Linked DNA regions of Siniperca chuatsi: region 1 is linked to region 2. Evidence: chromatin contacts called from public Hi-C data. All regions are on one chromosome and are shown on one strand. The core of a region is the stretch at or near the end of the contact, and the rest is flanking DNA. Distances in the headings are between cores, read along the strand shown. Region 1 holds the start of enc1 (ectoderm-neural cortex protein 1). Region 2 overlaps arhgef28a (rho guanine nucleotide exchange factor 28).

Evidence for each region. A called contact is a pair of places that touch in the nucleus more often than the background predicts.
Region 1: a Hi-C map of liver shows a contact between it and region 2, with 2.1 times the contacts expected there. The contact joins the promoter of enc1 here to the enhancer-like site in region 2. A contact is called at or near these places in 3 of 3 Hi-C or Micro-C datasets (liver, skeletal muscle and an unstated tissue).

The regions. Positions count from the first base shown.
Region 1 is chrLG18:6,283,199-6,286,425 of ASM2008510v1, forward strand. enc1 (ectoderm-neural cortex protein 1) reads right to left here and starts at 1,876. Exons shown (of 3, transcript XM_044175364.1): 1 at 1,543-1,876.
Region 2 is chrLG18:6,159,777-6,163,177 of ASM2008510v1, forward strand. arhgef28a (rho guanine nucleotide exchange factor 28) reads left to right here. Exons shown (of 35, transcript XM_044175354.1): 15 at 302-403; 16 at 1,200-1,323; 17 at 2,102-2,237; 18 at 2,318-2,373; 19 at 2,496-2,556; 20 at 2,706-2,841; 21 at 2,942-3,060. Among protein-coding and RNA genes, the nearest start is that of arhgef28a, 26 kb to the left of the region's middle. Within about 2 kb of position 2,000, the one cell type or tissue checked has an H3K27ac peak away from gene starts, as active enhancers do. A contact at or near this core is called in liver, where this site is marked.

The sequences.
Region 1 (3,227 bases), core at 626-3,125, 120 kb after region 2:
TGAAAAGTTAAGATAATCCTGACAACTTTGGCATATCCATTGTGAATATTACCTCACTTAAACTATCAAATAAAAATAGGCAAACAAAAATATAAAAGTCTCTTATTTCAGCATTAACCAACTGGAGCTGAAACATGAATCGATTAGTTGATCGACAGAAAATTAATCAACGACAGTTTTGAAAATCAATAAATCATTTTATTCATTTTTCAAACAAAAATAGTGAAAAAATACTTCACATTCTCTGCTTCGGCTCCTCAGATGTGAGGATTTGCTGCTTTTCTTTGTCACATATCATTGTAACCTGACCACCTTTAGGTTTTGGAATGTTGGTCAGACAAAACAACAACTTTGAAGACATCACCGTGAGCTCAGGGAAGTTGGGATAGGCATTTTTCACTATTTTGTTTTGATATTTTATAGACTAAATGATTAATTGATTATTCAAAAAATGTATCAATCACAATTTAGAATGAAATTTAGTTGAAGCCCTAAAACAAATTACTATTACTAATATTATTCATATCATTATTTACAATCAGTGCTCATGGTAATATAACTTGTCCTTGGTGTCTGATATATTTCACGTGCTATTTTCTGTCACGGTAACAGAGTCACCAACATCCCCTGAGAGGAAGAAAATATGCCAGCAGTGTGAGAGTGAGCAGTTGGCTGGATGTCTGTGAGAGTTGTCATCCTTATCCCAGATCCATGGGCACATAACCGGAAAACAGATCCATGGGCACATAACCGGAAAGCACATACATGCCACACTGACAAAGCACACAGTAAAAAGGCTTGCACACGCAGCCTTTGGACTCTATCTGAGGCCTGGCTGGCTGCAGTCTGTTTAAAATCATTGCCAGGTGTTCACAGTCAACCATGGACTCAGGAAGAGGGATTTGAGGGGGAGACTTCAAAAGTAAACACCAGGCTTACATGGGCCAGTTCTATACATCTGCCACTTGGGTGGAAAAAATGAAACAAGATGCAAAACAAGAAGACACGCCAGCGGCTATTGATCTGCACATCTACATCAATCTTAATCTCTAACAGAATATAGTCTCAACCCAGCTGTCCACGCACATCCGAGCGAGGTTAACTGTGTTTAAACCAAAGCCCTGCCACTCAGGAAATACTGTTTATCAATTTATAACACCAAGAAGAGCATGTCACACCTGATGTCGCCTTTAAAACATATAAAACATCTTCAGCGTGCATGAGTATGCAGGAGCAAGACGCCGAAGAGAGCACAAAGGACTGCGAGGAGATCTGTAGCACTTTTTCATGAAAATAAAGAAATAGTGCAATCAATGTGCTGGTTAAATCATAGCAACAACGTAATATTGACCTAATCAGTGAATATCAACAACCGTCTTTTGTCCATCAGCCTGTTTTCTGTTGCGCTTTCTCTGCCACAGCCCGGAGTTTTCCATCATCAGGTGATCAGGAAGGGATGCAGCAGTTGTTAACAATATACCAATCTGTTAAAACGCTATAATAGTCAGCAGGGTTGTGCTTTATTGTCAGATTTAGGCCTACCTCTTCGCGTGAAAGTAGGAGTTCAATTGTGCCCGCAGGATCTCTCGAACATGTCGCTTCTGAAAGAGCCACGATGCAAGCCTTGCGCTCGGGGAGTGTTAACAACTCCTTGGATATTTCCGAAATGCTGGCGGATGCTCGGTCAGGATGAGGCCGTTTACTTAGATAACGCACTACACTGGGTTGTCTGCAAATTCCGGAAGTTAGGTATAAATATATATCAAAACAAACGGGCTTTAAAATAAAGGATGAGGCGAGATGTTTTGGAGGTGTTCCTCCAGCGCTGCTGCTCTGCTCCTGTATGACGGTCCTCCCCCAGTGCTCCCAGTCCTCTCTCACTGAAATCAATGGGTGTGTTTACACTGAGAGGGGGAGGACCGTCTCCTCCTGCAGGAAATGAAGTGAGAGAGAGCGTACGCAAAAAGATGTGTAGGACAGTTGGTCTCTCAAAGCAGGAGTTAGATTTTCCTAAAAGTTGTGCTAACTTACTGCAAACTTTTGCACTTTCCCATGTAAATATTTTGCACATTGCACGAGCTGTAATTTTATGGCAAATGTATAGGTGCCTTTCTCTGCTACACCTGCAATGTAACTGAAATAGCTGATGATGCACACTGTTCTGCAATCAGTTCTGTAAAATACACAAAGCCTCTGTCACATTGTGTTTTATTGTCAGTACTCTTGTCAATACGCTTGTCTCATTGTCATTATAGTGTGTGAGACTTTAAAGGTTGGAAGGACGAAACAAGATCCAGCATTGTGATCAGGGCCCAAAGACAATGAAAGGTATTGTTTGTGTTATGCTTTTGTGGAGTCACAACTTTAAAAAAACTACAGGGATACATTTCAAAACAATACCATATAGGAAATCCCATAATGTTTGACTGAGTCACAGCCAACTCACCACTGAATGCCACGGCCACAATGTGAATCTTATAGGATCTTAAAGGCATTGTGGTTTTTGGTTGGGGTGGTTTGGAACAGGAAGTCCAATTTTATTCCTGGACATCTTGTGTGAGTCACATCTGTGGCGCTTGTTGATGGTACTTTTGGCTGTGACTAAACTCTTCAGTGGACGCTTGAGGCTATAACGTTATTATATTGTTTTATGTGTAGTGCACTTGTGTTGTGGTGATTAGAGCTGTTACATACTCGTATCCAGTTTCATTTCCCATCAACTGTATGAAGACAGAAATTACACTATTACTGTAGCTTCATATTAAGGATAATGCAGCACAGTGTTCCTTAAAGAAGGAAATAAAAATACATTATGACAGCAAATGTTTCATATATATGACAGGAGAGACATCTAGTGGGTAAAATATTCCTGGGCCTGATAGTGCCGAAGATTGAAAGCCGGAACTGAAGGAGTATACAGGCTGACACAGTTAAGGGCAGAAAAAGACTAATAATTTATCTAATGATTAAGCTTATGTCTGGTTGACACTGGCTTTACTTCCTCATTGTTTGGGGTCTCACAGACCCCACTGCTGTATGTGTAAAAAAATAACAATAATATCTGCTAAATAAACCATTTGTTATCATTTTTATTTAAATATAATTTTTATTTTCTTCTTTTTAAAACCCTCTTTTTAAAACCCTCTTTTTGCCACAAACAGGGCTTGCACATTTGATGAAGGTGACAAAATATGAAAATGACCAAAAAGCATTGTATTTCGCCAAAT
Region 2 (3,401 bases), core at 750-3,249:
GGGTGGCACTTATTAAAAAAAGGACATCCTTTCCTCTTCCTGTTCCCTGTTTTTATTGCCATTCCATTAGGAACGATGCCATCTGATATTTGCTCTGCTACAGTATTTCATGTATAAATACCCTTATTGAATTGCCACACTTCAGTAGCTCCCCCTAGTGGAAGATTCCAGACACAAGAAAGAATATTTATACAAAAATATTTCATTGCAGCATGTCTTCTTGGCCTTTGTGGCTTCTCATCCACATTAAAACGTCAGTGTGTTTCCGTGTGTGTCCGTGTGTGTGCGCTGTTCTTTACAGGGAGATTAGGTTCCGTAAGCGTGCACAGTCTGCTGATGATGAGGGCAGCATGGAGCTGGCAGAGTCCCTCCAGCATCTCACTCTGTCCGAGTTCCTCAAAGAGTATGTGGGGGGGGTCGACCCCTGTTTGACTGTTCTAGCATCCTTAACCGTCCAGTTCAAACAAACTAACCCTAAACTAAAACTTAAATCATGTTTACCACCTGACAACAAACCACAACCTCCTCTCTTCTTCTCTCCTTGTTTCCCCTTCCCTTCCTTTCCTTGTTTCCTATACTCTCATTGTCTCCTCTCCTTTCCTCATTTCCTCTTCTCTGCTGGTTTCCTCTCCTCTCCTCTCCTCTTATCTAACAGCAAAGCAACAATTAAGTTGTTATTGTCTTTTAACAATATGCACCATCTGTCATTGTCATTTGGCATGTATCTAGCCTTTAACAATTCTACTAATTTTAATTTACTTTCACAGCACAGAGTTGCAGAGAATGAACACAATTTTCTTTGTCACATTTTAGTGACTAACAAAGGATTTCATTCCCTTTCCCTAACATTTATTTTACCAGAAATTACACGCTGTGCAATATCAGATGAAATTATATATTTTTTATTGTTATTTCATTTCATCTAACTACATCGCACCCCATGAACCAGTTATATGCTTGTGTACTATAAGAATTTCACACATTTCACCCTCATATGTATCTTCTGCCTGTACCTACAAAAGCCCATCATACTTGCTCTTGTTGTCCTGTAGACTCAGCAAGAAGAAAATCAGGATGGCGTGACCAACTAATGTCTGCATGTCTGCAAACCAACAGTGAATTTTTGTGTTTTGTTGTAAGTTATAGAACACAAATGCAAGGTAACAAATTGCACTGACATTATTTAAATTTTCCTTCAGAATTGAAGAGGAGGAGTTGGACAAGTACAACATCCCAACAAAGGTGGAGTCAGAGAAGTACAAAGTCATTCGTACCTTCAGTTTTCTCAAGAGCAGGATGTCGAGTACACGCAACAAGACCAAGGTAAACCCAAACCATAAACAGTCCATGCCTCTGCTGTTACATCCGTCAAACACAAAATCTAAATTAAAAAACTAGAATATAAAGAATAGCTGAACAAAACTTAAACTTGCCCTTGCTGTGCATTCAGGCCAGCTTTACATGCTACACTAAGCTCTGCATAGTTTAATAGCTTAAAAACACAAGTCCTGCTTCCATTAAAGTGTTTGACGCCTCTATAGGTACAGGCGTGTATGTACTGGCTTATTAAATTTGACTATTTATGCTTATAGAAGTATTTATGGTATTGAATATTATAACACTTTTGTAAAGGCTAGTATCCTAGACTCAGGTAAGGAATATGTGACTCTGTCTTTCTGCTCTCTGGGAGACACAACCAGGAAACATTTCTGGGAATAACTGAAGGTCAGGGTGACAGACCAAACATGGTGTCCAGCCTCTTTCCTTTTAATGATTAATCCTCTGTTGTTGAGTCAGCACAGAGACTGGAAGCCCTCCCCGACCTGCATCTGTTGTTTATGCTATGCTCCATTTCCTTGTCAGTGGACTTTCTTACTCTTTGGGAAAATGCGATGATTCCTTCCAGGCTCATATGTCTACTTACACGTGGGAGAGTTTACTCTGCAAATAGAAACCTGACAAAGATCTTCACCCTGGTTTATAGAAATATGGATTAAGGCCTGCTTTGCTCAGAGTTCTTAGCTGTAGTTGTCAGTCACGTTTTGCCTCTGTCTGTATGGCCTCTTTTTTTACGCCTATGTCTCTGGCATGGTTTTCCAAGGGGAAGGGGAAGGACAGAGAGGCCAAGGATAGGCAGCTGAATGGACATCGGTTTAACACAGGCTCCTGTTTAGGCCCCACCGTGTGTGTGGTGTGTGAGAAACCAGCCTCTGGAAAGGACCTGCTGCATTGCTCCAGTAAGTCATAGCGTAATTCCAAGAAGCTTACATTTATATTTTTTGCAAAACATAAACTTAAAAATCGAATTCTTTCCCAGGTTGCACTGCTATCGTCCATAAGGGCTGTAAGGAATCTGTCCCCCCATGTTTGAAGGTGAGTATTGTCTTGAAATATTGGAATAAAAAATGGTTTTGAAATACTCATCTCTACTGGTGCCTGTCCTTGTGTCAATTGTTTATATGCTGTAACCAGACTCTCTCATTTGTATTACTTAGAAACTTCAGGATAAGTATGCGGTTACCATGGTGAAGGACAGGACAGCATCCCTCCCACAGAGTGAGTTTACAAAACAAAGGTCGACGGTCACCAACAATTTTGCTCTCAAGCTGTCTTAAGCATGTTGTGTGTGAAATTTCCTGTTTGCAATGTTTCATTGTGGTTGCAGTGGGGATGACTATTGTTAATTCTCCTTGCTTCTCCCGCAGATTTCACAGTGAGAGACAGTCCTCCTCAGTGTGTGATCCCCATCTCTACCTCTCTACCTGTCATGACCCCTAAGGAGAGGAAAGACACTGCGATCCAGTCATGCCCCCTCTCTGGGAGTTTCCCAAACAGTGACAGGTCATAAATCTCCCAGACTTTATTAATTAGATAATATGATGTGGGGATATTGGTAAATATTTGGGGGTAATAATGGTTGTCCATGTTCTTCTCTGTTTAGCAGTCGGCTCAGTGAGAGTTCAGAGACAGAGTCTGATGCCTGGAAGGTGACCAGCCGATCAGAAGAGCTCCTGCCGACTCCAATGTCCTCCACCTCCACTGACTCATCCTTCGGGGAAGGTATGAGATGAATAAGGCTCATTGTTTTAAGTTTTTACAGATTTCCATAGAGAAATACCTAAAAAGGAGCAGATCGCTATCCGATTTTTACATTAAATAGATGTCCTCACACAACCAAACGTTGTTGTGTTTCCTTCTTTGAGAAGATGCTGACCATTGTTGTTGACAAGGTCCTTTTGCACCAAGCACAGCTCAGAAAATCGTCCAGTAATAGAAACAGAAGAAAAAAATGGAGAGAAAATGCAAATAAGCTGCTGACTATGCATCACAGTCCCTCTAAGTATTGTAAGTTACAAAACAGGAAATGGTTGAAAAACATTGAAAATGCCATTTTCACCCAG